Linked DNA regions of Mus musculus: regions 2 and 3 are each linked to region 1. A link is a contact called in public Hi-C and HiChIP or PLAC-seq data. All regions are on one chromosome and are shown on one strand. The core of a region is the stretch at or near the end of the contact, and the rest is flanking DNA. Distances in the headings are between cores, read along the strand shown. Region 1 has its middle 7.5 kb from the start of Gm39071. Region 2 holds the start of 4930543E12Rik (RIKEN cDNA 4930543E12 gene). Region 3 overlaps Tead1 (TEA domain family member 1).

What was found. Hi-C and Micro-C count contacts between places; a contact is called where the count stands out from the background. HiChIP or PLAC-seq counts read pairs in DNA pulled down with a chosen protein or histone mark.
Region 2: a contact with region 1 is called in a Hi-C map of cerebellum, with 2.3 times the contacts expected there. The contact joins the promoter of 4930543E12Rik here to the enhancer-like site in region 1. A contact is called at or near these places in 1 of 15 datasets of contacts at CTCF or cohesin (embryonic stem cells), 7 of 484 Hi-C or Micro-C datasets (the N1E-115 cell line, cardiomyocytes, cerebellum and 4 more) and 3 of 115 datasets of contacts at active chromatin or transcription factors (the NIH/3T3 cell line, fibro-adipogenic progenitors and pancreatic cancer cells).
Region 3: an HNF4G HiChIP or PLAC-seq map of pancreatic cancer cells shows a contact between it and region 1. The contact joins two enhancer-like sites.

The regions. Positions count from the first base shown.
Region 1 is chr7:112,178,102-112,182,699 of GRCm38.p6, reverse strand. No RefSeq gene overlaps it. Among named protein-coding and RNA genes, the nearest start is that of Gm39071, 7.5 kb to the left of the region's middle. Within about 2 kb of position 2,304, at least 72 of the 459 cell types and tissues checked have an H3K27ac peak or open chromatin away from gene starts, as enhancers often do. A contact at or near this core is called in the N1E-115 cell line, cerebellum, fibro-adipogenic progenitors and 2 more, where this site is marked.
Region 2 is chr7:113,139,762-113,144,359 of GRCm38.p6, reverse strand. 4930543E12Rik (RIKEN cDNA 4930543E12 gene) reads left to right here and starts at 2,345. Exons shown (of 6, transcript NR_045978.1): 1 at 2,345-2,541; 2 at 3,371-3,466.
Region 3 is chr7:112,718,602-112,723,199 of GRCm38.p6, reverse strand. All of the region lies in intron 1 of Tead1 (TEA domain family member 1), which reads right to left. Among named protein-coding and RNA genes, the nearest start is that of Tead1, 42 kb to the right of the region's middle. Within about 2 kb of position 2,374, at least 151 of the 459 cell types and tissues checked have an H3K27ac peak or open chromatin away from gene starts, as enhancers often do. A contact at or near this core is called in pancreatic cancer cells, where this site is marked.

The DNA.
Region 1 (4,598 bases), core at 1,055-3,554:
CCTGCTTGTGAGGCGTGCTATTTTACCCTTTGAGCCTTCTCATTTGCCTCAGATGAGAATCTTGCTTCATGACCTGGCAACATTCTTTCCCTCAGTGGGACTCAGTTTCCCCACTGGAGAAGTGTAGAATTGTCGGCTCTATCAACTCTGACTTAATTATTCTGAGCCCTAAAAACCTGAAGATGGCTAGAGAGAGATGGCTCATGGGTAGAAGCATTTCCTGCTAAGCCTGACATGTAGCTTCAAACCCAGCACCCACGAGATAAGGAGAGAACCAACTCCCACATACAAGCTGTGACCTGTACCCCCAACTCAAACTAAGTACATAAATGTAATCATAAAAAAGAACTGGAAATCTGGGTGGTGGTGGCGCATGTTTTTAATCCCAGCCCTTGGGAGGCAGAGGTAGGTGGATCTCTGAGTTCAAGGCCAGCCTGGTCTACAGAGTGAGTTTCAGGGTAGTCAAGACAAAAAAAAAAAAAAAAAAAAAAAAAAAAAAAAAAGAAAGAAAGAAAGAAAGAAAGAAAGCAAGCAAGCAAGCAAAACAAACAAACAAACAAACAAACACCCAGTAGAACATGTGATGTGGATTGTGGTTTGGGGACTGTCTGTGACCAGGCTGTGTGGATGAGGGAACACATCCACTCGCTAGGTGGGCACCTTCACCTGTGGCTCTGAGGTTCTCAGAAGAGACTGGTGAGCGAAGGGCCCCAGTGGAAGGTTTACTGTGGGACTGGGTCACAGAGGCTTATGGGATGGGGTCACTGGGTCAGCCTGAAACATTTTTCTACAGCATCCAGAGAAGTTTCTGCTATTGATCTTTGTCAATCCTTTAAAACTCCAGAGAGCATCTCAGTCATTAATGCTGGCTTGATAGCGGGAGGGTCCGACTGGGGCTCCAGAACCCCTGGTTTGTTTGTTTGTTTGTTTGTTTGTTTGTTTAAAATAACAATCATTTTTAAGAGCCATGTGTGGTGGTGTGTGCTTGGAATCACAGCACTGCTGCGGAGACAGGCAGATCTCAGGCTCACTGGCCAGCCAGACTAGGCTACTCAGTGAGTTCTAGGTCAGTGAGCAATCTGTCTCAAAAATCAAGGCGAGCAATGCCTGAGGAGAGACATCTGAAGCTGCGCTCTGACCTCCACACCTGTGTGTGCATACATGAGAGTGTGTGTGTGTGTGTGTGTGTGTGTGTGTGTGTGTACTGATGGGGGGAGATTGGAGGGGAGACAGACATGATCCAGTAGAACAGGGATGGATAATCCATCTTCCTCAGGCCAAACACTCGTCACTTCATTTTCTAAATCTCACACAGCCACCATGGCCCAGTGTGAATGCCTCCATGTGACTTTGCCAGGTCATGTTGGTCTCTTCTACCAACTACCAAAGAATCCTATGTCCTTTCTTGTGCTAACTGCTGCTGGTGTGTGTGTGTGTGCATCTGTGTGTTTCCAATCTAGTAAAATACATACAGAATCCCAAAGCCTTAGAACCAGGGTGGGAAGTGGAGCTAAAGATAACATTACTCTTTTGTTTATCTTTGTTTGTCAGATGGTCTCTCTGTTTTAGTCCAGGATACTCTAGTTCACAATCCTGTTGTCTCAGTCTCTCAAGCACTGGAATTACAGCTGTGTACCACAATGCCTAGCTCTGAATTCTATTTTCTTAACATGTTAAAATGCCAAGACATCAGATCTGTTGGATGAAACAAAATATAGTATCCAAATTAATTTTTATTTGCTTCGTATACTTATTTTGATGTAGCTGTTAGAGGAAAAAAGCACAGATGACTTTCGTGTTCCCTGCCTGTGGTGGCAGTCATCTTTGTCTCAGACAGAGATGTGTTGTGCTTGAGAGTCCCACTGAGAAGGTGAGGAAGGGAAGAGCTCCGGGTGCCTCTGGGACTTCCGATGTTCTAGGAAACTGCCATCTTATTTTACCTTCCTGGTACCCTGTGTTGGGGTGATGGGGGGCAGCAACGGGAGAGACCAATAGACACACCAAGACAGAGCTAAGGGAAGGAGTGGCCAACCCATCTGCCTTCTGCCTTCCCAATGCAGACCGCCTGGTTCCCCAGCTTCCCAGCTTGGGCGTGGTCTTCCAGGCTCTCTGCCAGTCCCTCCAGATCCAAATGGTCTCATGAGTGCCAGCCACACGCCCTTCTCCCCCGCCCCCCCCCCCCGCCTCTTCTTCAACAACTATGTAGCTGTGCCAGAGTAGTCTTTAATGAAGTCTTTTGAGTCAGGCAGCTGGGCCTGTCGGAGCTAGGTTCTAGTGCAGATGTCTCCCAGTCTCCGAATCAAAGTCCTAAGTCCAAAATGTCCGCCCCAGTCTGGTGGCAGCTGGCACTGCAGCTATAGCTGCTCTGGAAAGTAATGATGAGACCACAAGGTGGCGCTGTTCCCACGGCCCTCCACCCTTAACCATCCCCACCCTCTTCCTGAAACCTCAGGCCATATTTGCATCCAACGTAAACATTTCAGCTTTGGGAAAAGGCTCTGGATGGGTTGTTGGGTTTGTTTGTTTGTTTTTCCCTCTCAGCCTTCAGCTGCCAAAGGTTGCTCAGATTTCGGAATTCTGCTGCAACAAATGCTCCTCTGGGTGCACACTTAAATGTTGAGCAGGTTTTAGACCCAAGGCCAAGTCCTGCTCCAAATGAATTCTGTACCCAGAGGTATGCCTAATACTTTGGAGAAGAGCACCCGCATCGCACAAACACCCTGTGGGTGTTCACGGGTGTAAGCACGAGGGCAGGGGAAGGACGATGATGACCTCCACAGATCAATCAATGTGGTTCCTTACTAAGGGATGCTGGCTGGTTGGTTGGTTTGAGATGAGATTTTATCACATAGACCAGGCTGGCCTCGAACTCACAATCTTCTAGGCCTCGAAAATGCGTAGATCACAGGCATGGAACCCCCCCCCCCCGCCAAACACACACACACACACACATCTCACTTATCTTTAGGATTTTATTTTTAAATATCTAAAGCTTACAAAGAAGTAAAATATGTAGCAGCAGGGTGAGTTTTAAAACATAACCACTGCTTTTGGCTACAGCCATGGGCTAAAGGGATCCCTGCTGCAGCCACTCTGGAACGTGGCTTGAGAAGCTCAGGCCAGGCCTGAGTTAAGGGGAGACTCAAGGGGGTTGTATGCTACTCTGTGATGGCTTCATTTTAAAGTCCAAGTCTGCAAACGCAGCTATTACAACTCAGAGGGTTTTGGTTTTTGTTTCTTCTGTTTTTTTATTTTCTCTGTGTCCAGAGTGTCCTCAGACTATTCTGCTCGTGGAGAGTGGCATCTGAAGCTCCTGACCTGTTCCGTCCACCTTACCCCTTTCAGCATCTTTATACTCAAGACCCTCAGGACTCCTGAGAACAGGAGAGGACAGAGACAGCCAAAGCACAGAGACAGAAGTAGACTCACTTTAGAGCACACACTATGTCTATAAAGATAAAACTTAAGCCAAGTACAGCAGCTGGCACCTGTGTAGTTCCAGCACACGGGAGGCTGAGGTCAGAGGACTGGGAGTTCAATACCTGGGCTATCTTGTATGACTCTCTTTTTTCCTTTAAAAAGATTTATTTTGTATATGAGCGCTCTTTCTACATGTACACCTGCATGCCAGAAGAGGGCATCAGATCCCATTATAGATTGTTGTGAGCCACCCTGCAGTTGCTGGGAATTGAAATTAGAACCTCTGGAAGAACAGTCAGTGCTCTTAACTGCTGAGCCATCTCTCCAGCCCCATGACTCTGTTTCAAACGAGAAAATACTATGCACTGAGCTGGGGCAATGGTTCAGTTGGCGAGGTGCTTGCCCTGCAAGTGTCAGGACTGAGTTTAGATCCCTAGAACCCATATAAAAAGTGAGCTCTGTGGTCTGTAACCCTGACACTGGGGAGAGGAAACAGAGACAGATGGGTCCTTAAAGCATATTCATCAATTAGACTAGCCTAGCTAGTGAGGTCCAGGTTTAACACAAAACCCTGTCTTAAAACAAGACAAACATCAACCCCTGACTTCCCTGGGCATGCACATGGATACCCCTTCCACACACACAATGCAGTGACACAGACAACTACACACATTACATCACAGCACACACACACACACACACACACACACACACACACACACACACACACACTAAATAATAGCATTTGGTACTCCCATAACAATTCTATGCAATAATCTAGAGTTGTGTTTAAGGTAGAATTCATGGAAAACATTAGACACTATGAAGAAGGGGCTGGGGACACAGCACAGTGGTGGCACACACCTATGATCCCAGCACTCAGGACCTGAAGACAAGATTATTAGAAGTTCAAGGTTGTCCACAGTTATATAGTGAATTTGAAGGCAGTCTGGGCTACTACGGAAAACCCAGTCTCAAGAAAATAAATAAGGTAGCAGTTGAAAGTGGCTCTGAGAAGAATGTCACTTTATTCAGTGATGTAGCTGCTGATATGCTGCTCCAGTAAATGGCCCCCTACCCATGCTTACACAGGTAGCCATACTTAAACTCAGTGGATAACGCATGCACAAAAAAGGGACAGACTTGTAAATAAGGGTTTCAGCAGGAGAGGGGGATAG
Region 2 (4,598 bases), core at 1,096-3,595, 960 kb before region 1:
CATGGAGAGCAAGGCAGTAAGCAGCATTTCTCCATGGCCTCTGCTTCGCTTCCTGCCTTCAAGTTCCGGCTCACATTCCTGCCCTGACTTCCTTGGACTATGATGTGGAAGTATAAGGCAAATAAACCTTGCCTTCCCAAGTCGCTTTTGGCCGTGGACTGAATCACAGCAACAGGAAACCAACGGAGACAGCCACCATGCCTGGCTTATGAGTTTATGGGAATGGATCCCCAGCTTCGTGCATGTTAGGCAAGCAGTCTTACAACCGAGCAACATCTCAAGCCTCGGATGATGATCCCTCTTCCTAAGTGATCCTGGCTTGGCAAAGGGTGGAGGGGACACAACCAACAACAACTTGGAACTGAGTCCTGGGCTAGCCTCTGCTCCTTTGATCATTTTTAAGGATACCCATTGTCACTGGTGGGATTGAGAGCTCTGGTGCTCCATGAGAAAAGTGTGGTTTCAGAGGGAGCATAGATGGACTGGAGAGGGTGAGAGCAAAGGGTGGAAGGCAGAGGCTAGGGTCACATCCTGGGGCAGAGGACAGAGCATCTGCCCGGAGACACCTGAGAATGACATTCTCCACTTTGCTGGTTCCCCTACATCCTTCTCTCTGTGAATGGCCTAAGAAATTTAGGTCATGTGCGCCACCTGCTGCCCAGATTGTGAACGTCATGCCAACATCCCGACTTGTTTGGGCAGTTTCCACCCAGCTTCTTCTCTAACCAACTCTCCCTTAGAGCATGCTTGCCCAACACGAGTGGATATGAACCCACGGCAGCTAGGGTGACTTCGGCTTGTTCCATCAAGGTTTCAACCTCTCATTTTAATGAATGTCCTAGGGAGGCTGGGGAGACCCTGGAGTAAGCAATAAAAAGATGATTCTGCAACCCCAGAGCTCTTAGTCTACTTGGGAGGCTGAGTGTGAAACACATAAGCAACTGATTAAAGTGTCAACATTGTGATAGAGACAACAAGGACTTGGAGAGTATCGTGAGGCCCACTGCTGTATGCTAGCGAGGTAATGGTGTTTATCTGGCCCTGGCTGGCTTTTCAGGTGGGTGGAATGGAATACACAACATTTGAGGATATTTAAGCATTTATCACCTCTTCTGGAAGCAACAAGAAGTGACTGTTTATACTCTGAGACAAGTCCTCCCAGGCATTTTGAGATGTGTTTGTAGGTACATCTTTGGAAAGGGTGTGTCTGTCTGCCATTTGCCTTCATTTGCTACACATCTTATTTTAGAGACCCCCTTGTCTGTTGTTGAATGAAGAGCTACCTTTTTAACCCTACAGAGTGTTACTTTAATTTCAAATGCTGGCCATTTTGTTTTCTAGTATCTTGCTGTTACAAATGGCATGACCTCTTCACAGGGCCTTGAGGGACTACAGGGAACAATCAGTAGCAGGTAATATTCAGTGGCCCCAATTCCTAAGTGCTGAGGATGTGACACAGTTGGTATAGGATGTGCAGGACCTGGGTTCTATCCTCGGCACAGCATTAAACTGAGGTTGGTGATACATGCTTAGACTCCCAGCCCTCAGGAGGTGGAAGCAGGAAGATCAGAAGTTTAAGGTCATACGGCTACCTAGCAAACCTGAAGCCAGCTCCGGCTACATGGGGACTTGTCTCAAAAAACAAAACAAAACAAAAAACAAAACAAAACAAGAATAGCAATCACTGGACAAATGACTCCTCTCAAACTGCACAGCATCCCATTGGTCCCACTGCTTGATGTGCTGTTGTCCCCTCTTCAATGGCCTCTTGGGTTCATATTCAGTTTTCAGCTTGAAAACATTTTCATGTATTTCCATATCAAAGATTCCTAGAGATAAAGTTGATTGGCCGAACAGCATCTACATTTGAATTATAACTGACACATTTGATGATCCTCCCAGGAGACACTATCAAAGAGGCTACAGGAAGGAGACCATAACAAAGAGATGGCACCAAAGTGACTGACACTCCTGCAGCTCAGTCTTCAGAAAGTAATCTGCCTTTGACCTTGGTCTGTCTTTGACATTGGTTTGCTTTGTGCTTAGTCCACACGTGCGATTTTTCTCTCCCAACAACAGCGACCCAGAATAAGTGGAATGAGCTGCTCTTTACAGCAGTCCTCTGAGACCAACGTTGTTCCTACCTTTGTTTCACAAATAACAATACAATCCCCAAGGCTAATCAAAGTGCAGGGGAGCTCGGTTTTTATCTGCTGTGTCCCAGGTAGTCAGAACCCAAGCTAGAACTTGGGCCTCTGGGATCGCTGAATTCATCCTACTACTCTGTTGCCAGGCAACCTTTCTTGCTTTTGACTCTTGTACCAATGCTACTTGTTGCCATGGCAGTGCTGGGACAAGGAGCAGTAAGTTGTAATTAAGCGGCAAGCTAGGAGAAAGGGGCTTTTATGTCCTTGTGTGGGGGTGGACAGGAGAAAAAGCTCCTGGCACTGCAGTCAAGGTGCAAAGAGGGACACGGGAAAGAGCAGGTTGGTGGCTGGGGCAGGTGCTCGTCATAACCATCACTGAAAACTGTGTGTGCTGGTGAGTTTTTGTCACCTTGACACGCACTAGCATCACCTGAGAAGAGGGAACTTCAGTTGAGGGATTGCCTCTATCACATTGACATGTCTGTGGGTATTTTCATGATTAACTATTGATGTGGGAGGGCCCAGCCCACTGTGGGCAGTACCACCTCTTGGCAAATGGTCCTAGGTTGTGTAAGAAAGGAAACAGAGAAAGACGCAGGGAAACCAGTAGGCAGCGTTTCTCTGTCTTCTTTGCTTTACCTCCTGCCTCCAGGTTCCTACCTTGAGTTCCTGCCCTGACTTCCCTCAGTGATGAACTGTGACCCATAAGCCAAATAATCCCTTTCCCCTCCCTACGTTGCTTTTAGTCAGTGTTTTGTCACAGCCACAAACCAGAAAGGAGAATACCGTGTTTTCCCAGGGATGCTGTCCTTGCCCACATCTTGTCTTGTCAAGGATGGGTGTTCAAGGCTGGGAGGTGGCTCAGTGAGGAGAGTGTGACACACATGCAAGAGAACCTGGATTCAGATCCCAGAATCCATCTCAAAGCTGCGTGTGGTACATATCTACAATCCCAGCACTGGGGGGTTAAGGGTGGAATCAGTCAATTTCAGAGTTAATTGGCCAGCCAATCTAGCTGGATCTGTGAGTGTCAAATTCAATAGAAGACTGTTTTAAAAAAAGAAGATGGAAATCTAGGTGTGGTGGTTAGTGCCTATAAGCCAACCTGTGGGAGACAGAAACAGCAGGATCAGTCTGGGTTCTATGAGACCCTGTCTTCAAGACCCAAAATGGTGGGGCTGGAGAGATGGCTTTGAAGATAAGAATTCTTCCTTATCTTGCAGAGAACCTGGGTTCAATTTCTAGTACCTACATCCATCCAGAACTGCAGCTCTAACTCCAAGGATCTGACTCCCTCGTCTCTTCTCCCAGGGCATCAGGTATGCAAGCAAAACACTCATAGACATAAAAAAACTCTTTAAAAAAAAAACATATGTTAAACCTCCAAAGCACTGATGATCAATCAAGTGGAGAACAATTAAAGATATTTGTCATTGACCTCTGACCTCCCCAAGAATGTAAACACAGGTGTACATGCAACTGAACACACAGTATATACCCCATAGGAACATCACAGGAACACGTGCATAGATCACATGTATACAAAAGATCAGCACCCAATTTTGGTGGGCCTGTCTTCTATTGAACCCAGAACAAACAGGGTAACATTGCTACAGCACCCTTCTGGCTTAGACAGACCTAAGCTCCACGTCAGCTTTTATTGGTTTGTGCTTTTTCTTGGTCTTCAGTCTCCACGCCTTCCAGGAATGATGGAGGTGCTGTGTCTGTTGAGTGAGAAGTGGTGCTAAGGCCTGAGAGAGCCATGAGTGGAGCCAAGATGAACGACTCGCTCGGTGACTCGCCTGCCTGTTCTTTTTTGGAGGCTCTTGCAGAGATGAAGCTCCAAACATCTTTAGCACTCTGTCAGTCAACCGCCAAGTTGAGAGAATCCAAACCCTCCTTGTGTTTTTGTCTTGGGAGGAGAATGTTCAAAAAGCAGATTTTTGAAAAGATTTTAGAAAGTGAAGTTTCTAGCTGTGTTATCTGCCCCAGGGATGAGTCACACTGGTCGTGGGAGGAGAAGAAAAAGTGTTTTTCAAGTCGGCACAATGAAGATTGCATGATGCAAGTGACTGCAATCGCCTCTTCGATTGAATCCAAGGGGAAACAATTCTTTTAATTCATTCACTTGACTTTTTGAACACATCTTCTATGTCAAGACCCATATGGAAGGCGAAGACATGAATAGAGCTTGGTCCCTGCCCCCAGGGGAAAGGCGTCCAAAATAATTACAGCCACTACTCCAGGGAGGTCCGTGGCTAGAGATGTGGTGCCCCCAGTGGGAAGCCTGGGCTTTGGTGGGGAGAAGAAACTGGAAATGGTTGAGCTAAGCCTTAAAAGACCAGGGCAGAGGGCAGTGGACAGCGGGCAGTGGGCAGGGGGCAGCAGGCAGGGGGCAGTGGGCAGTAGGCAGGGGGCAGTGGGCAGTAGGCAGGGGGCAGTAGGCAGGGG
Region 3 (4,598 bases), core at 1,125-3,624, 540 kb before region 1:
TGTCACAACTCAAACAGGCTCTGGATCCATTCGCTAGTAAGTACCTCTGTCAGTCAATAGGACCACGAAAGCTGAAGTTCTCTTGTCTCCTGATACTGCTGGGAATTCTCCCTGTCTTCCCCACCACTCAGACAAGGAGACAAACACTTGAGATCCATGCCACCAAGACTAAGCTCATCCTTAGTGCCACCTTCTGCCCAGTCTCTGGATGCTGCCAGAGGTCCACCTGACTTTCAACCCTTTAGACATCCTGCCACCTCCATAGGCTGTTGAAGACCAGCCCCTTACCCCACCTCCCACCTCCACAGTACATGATAACCCCAAATACCTTTGCTTCCCAGAGGATTGGACTGGGGTAGTTGTCCAAATTAAGCGGGTATAAGTACCAGCCAGGTAGAAGAGGGGATTAAATATCTGTAAGTGCTGGCACACAAAATCCAACCACAGGGAGCTAACCTCAACCCAGGGCTCCTAAGGCCCTTGGCTCATGCTCCTCAGCCCTCTGACCTCCACTGTTCATCTCAGAGTGACAACTGCCCCCATTTCCTCAGCCCTCTGACCTCCAATGTTCATCTCAGACAACGGCCCCAATCTCCTCAGATTTTTTTTTCAAGGAAAAAAAAAAAATCAATGAGCTGACCAGATGGTCAGTAAACCAGATTCTTGTGATGGTGTTTGCTCGGGTCTCCCACCATCACCAGGCAGCTTGAGCCCCTGCTGTGGAATGCTGTCCTCCACTATCCCAGGCAGCTCAGCAGGTCTGCTTTGCCGTCCAGGGTGGCTTGGTTCAGCAGTTTCTTGCCATGCCTACTTACAACTGACATTAGCTGAATTTGAGAATTGTAAGGTAGAAAATTTTTACATCTAAAAACCTAATGTTTAATTTTTTGCAAAAGCCTTCAAGTCTCCTGGTCAGTGCCACTCCTTTATGGTGCCTCTTTCTCAATGTCCCTCTACCCTACTAGGAGCACTCGAATGTCCCAACTTCTTCATTACTGTTCCTGTCACTGGCCATGGCAGTGCCTGCTCAACTGTGTTCTCCTCCACTGACTGCAAGTTCCTTGGAGACAGGCCTGCATGTTCTGCTCACAGCCTAAGCCTGTCTCCCAGCCCGGTGGGAGCTCAGCTGATTATTGTGGGCATGCATGGGTTAGATAAGTGAATAGTATCCTCAGAGTCGCTCCATCTGTAAGATCCCCATAGCTCCTTCTGGCTCAGTTAGGATAACATGTTCATGTCTGTGTTGCTGGCACAGGAGACAGGTGCAACTGGACGCTGACACTTGGCCCTCTGCAACTGATTCAGTACTTAAGTATACTTTACAATGCATTTCTCAGACCCATAGCAGACTTTCAGCTTTCCCCCATACCCATTGGTTCTAAGGGGTCACGGTCTGTAGTCCAGCCCAGGCTGATCTCGAACACAGGACAATCCACCTGCCTAAACCACATGAACTGCAGGTACGCTTAAAAGGTAACTTTTAAGTATCTTGTGGTTTCCAGCTAGCCTACAGAACTATAGAAATATACCATAAATATATATAGATATATAGATAATCTCATCTAATTCTTAAACTGCAATGGTCAGCCATTTATGAATGTTTTATTTCATCCTTAGAATATCAGTGTCATGGAAAGATCTTAAGGTCAAGTTTTGGACATTTGGCTTTCAAGGTCAGTACCTTCCCTTGTGATTACAGACACATTATTTTAATCTCTACCCATCTCCATTTCCTCATCTCTAGAATGAGGAATAAAACAAATCCAACTCACAAAACGTTTCAATGTCAGAATATCCCAACTGGAAAGTCAAGAGAATAGTCATTTTAGTCCACATGCCTCCAACTTAGAAAATGCAGTTTTCCTGAATTAAGTAGCAGTTATTAGATAAACTGCTATAGTAACTGTTATGTCAGAGTAGGTGACAGAATGTCACTCATGATAAACAAGGCCACCACCAAAGCCCAGACCCAGAGACACAAAGGCCAGAGGAACCCCAGATACACTTGCAGGCTGAGAGCAAATGGGCTGCAAACGTTGGGGCCTCCTAGGCAGGCCTCACCACGTGATTCACGATAGGACCCCAAGAGAGGTGGTTGTGAGCATGGTGTCTGCGGCAACAGAAATGAGCCAACCTGGAGAGTGAGCAGGGAGGGGAGGCTAGGAGTTCCCCTTCCAAAAAGGGCAAGAGGAGCCCTGCCCCAGTCCAGCCAGTCGGGCCAGGCAGCCCACAGGGAGCTTCCCGCCTTTTTCTTCTTCTTTCTTCTGCATGAACTTTCCCAAACCAGCTCTGCCTGTTTCACGCAGGAACCCGGCTTGCGAGTGCACATTTTATTATTTCAGAAGAAAGCATCTGCAGCCGGCTAGTGAGTCATCTGTAAGCCTTGTCAATCTGCCAGCAGCCTGCTCCTCTTCATTACAAACGTAAAGATAAAAGCCCTCACTGCATTAGCCGCCATCCGCCTCCACAGACAGCACAAATAAATTAATTGTGCCTCATCGCAAACAGCGGAGAGGTGTGCAGGAGGGGGGATGGGCTCCGTGTTTCATTAACAAATTAAATAGCAACAGAGCCACCGCACACCCGGCTACACTGCCAACTTTAGATTCTCCCACCAGGCAAGCACCCGGCCAGCATCACCCAGGTAGAGCGGCCACCATTAAGTGAGGGAGGAGTGAGGGAGGGTTGGAGGAGAGGGCGGCACTGTGAGGCCAGACCTAACCTTGGCATCCCCAGTGCAAGCCTGGAGCCCAGTCACCGAGTGCCCGTCAGACGCTGAGTGCTGCTGTGGCAAGCCCCCCCCCCCTTGCAGGGGGTGTTTCCACAGTTCTCCCCAGGCAAATAAGCAAACCAGTTCTGGGGCCCTGGTATGCATGGCCCAGTGAGAGAGCCTGTCATCAAGGCGACGCTGTCATACTGAGGATAGCAAACATTCCAGAAAGAACAGGGTGAGTCAAGACCAACTTGAAAAACACGTCAGACTCCCCCATACTACCAGCTAGGATTACACCCTCAAACACACCTCTCTGAGATTTCCTGCTTTAGTCACAGGCTATTTGTTACAATGCCGCGATTCTCTTCTCAGTCTATAGTACATCATTTAGGAAAGCTGCGTTGTGAGAGAGTTGAAGGCGTGTGACTAAAAACCATTCCTTTTATGTTTTTATCTCCAAAGACACAAACATAGTGCATGGGGGTGGGGACAGGAAATGGGAGCGGGGCGGGGGGGTGGGGGGAGAACAAAGAGAAGTCTAAAAAGAAGAGGAAAAGACCCCCAACTCTCCGAATGTCACCCTATTAACTCGTGACCTGTAAGGAAGTTAAGATCACAAACAGCTAATCCAACCATAAAATATGTCCAAAGTATTTATTATACAGATGGACATTTGGGCTCAGTTGTTAATTTAGTTGGTTTGTATTTTATCTGTAAAATCCCGGAATCTAAAAAATTCTACATAGGGGGAAAAAAAATTGACCTGAGCTAGCTAGCTAGGAGCTGCCCATAAAAAGCAAAGGAAATAAAAGCTTAAGAAGAAGAATAAGTCAAGCCATATGCAACCTTTCCACGATCCAAGAAAGAACTGAACACGTGCACCCCTGACCCAAGCCTTTGTAAAACACTCAGCATCTGCAGTGGGCCACAATGTTGCAGCACAGTGGAGCTCCAGACACTCCTCTGGAAAACAACTTAGGAGTCAGTAGCCATTGAGAACTAAAAAAATTCTTTTGTCTTTTAACTCATCAAATCCTGCTTCTGGAAACTGACCCTAAGAAAATAATCTACAATCACAGTAAGTCTGCATCTCAAAGTATCATTTATTAACATCATAAAATCGGGGGGGGGGGGAGGGGGAGGAGAGACATCTAAATACCCAACAACAAAGAACTGGGAAAGTAAACTCAGTCAGTCTGTAGGATGCAGGGTGAGACCATCAAAAGTCATCCTGAGAAAGACAGCCATGAGAAAAGCATTTGCTTACGGTCTCTGTGGTGGCAAGCCTACAGATACATGACAAAGCACTTCAGTGTGGGGGTCTACTGGTTATTTTAAAAGAGCTCTCTTTTTTTTCTGCTCTTTTGTTTTGCTTCCTTTATTGTTATTAGAGATTTTTTTTGTTGTCATGATAGTTATTATTTTGGTTTTTTTGTTTGTTTGTTTTGTGAAATAAGGAAAAAAATGTAGGGTATAGAGACAACTGCTTTGCTCACATTTAAAGGAGAATCAACACCAATGGCGCACGGGAAGGGGGTAGTCGACAGACCACACTTAATCCTGGAGCCTGTGTCCTAGCTTTGCCCCCAGTGACATGTGTGACTCCCAGCAAGAAGCTTGAAGAAGAAAAGGTGACTGAGAAGAGGGTTAGAACTGTCTTTAGGCCGGGTGTGGTGGCGCACGCCTTTAACCCCAACGCTCGGGAGGCAGAGGCAGGCGAATTTCTGAGTTCGAGGCCAACCTGGTCTACAAAGTGAGTTCCAGGACAGCCAGGGCTATACAGAGAAACCCTGTCTCTCAAAAAAAAAAAAAAAAAGAACTGCCTTTAGGCAGGCTGTCTGCAAGAGGCTATGAGGTGACAGCAATATCCAGAGATGGTCCACAC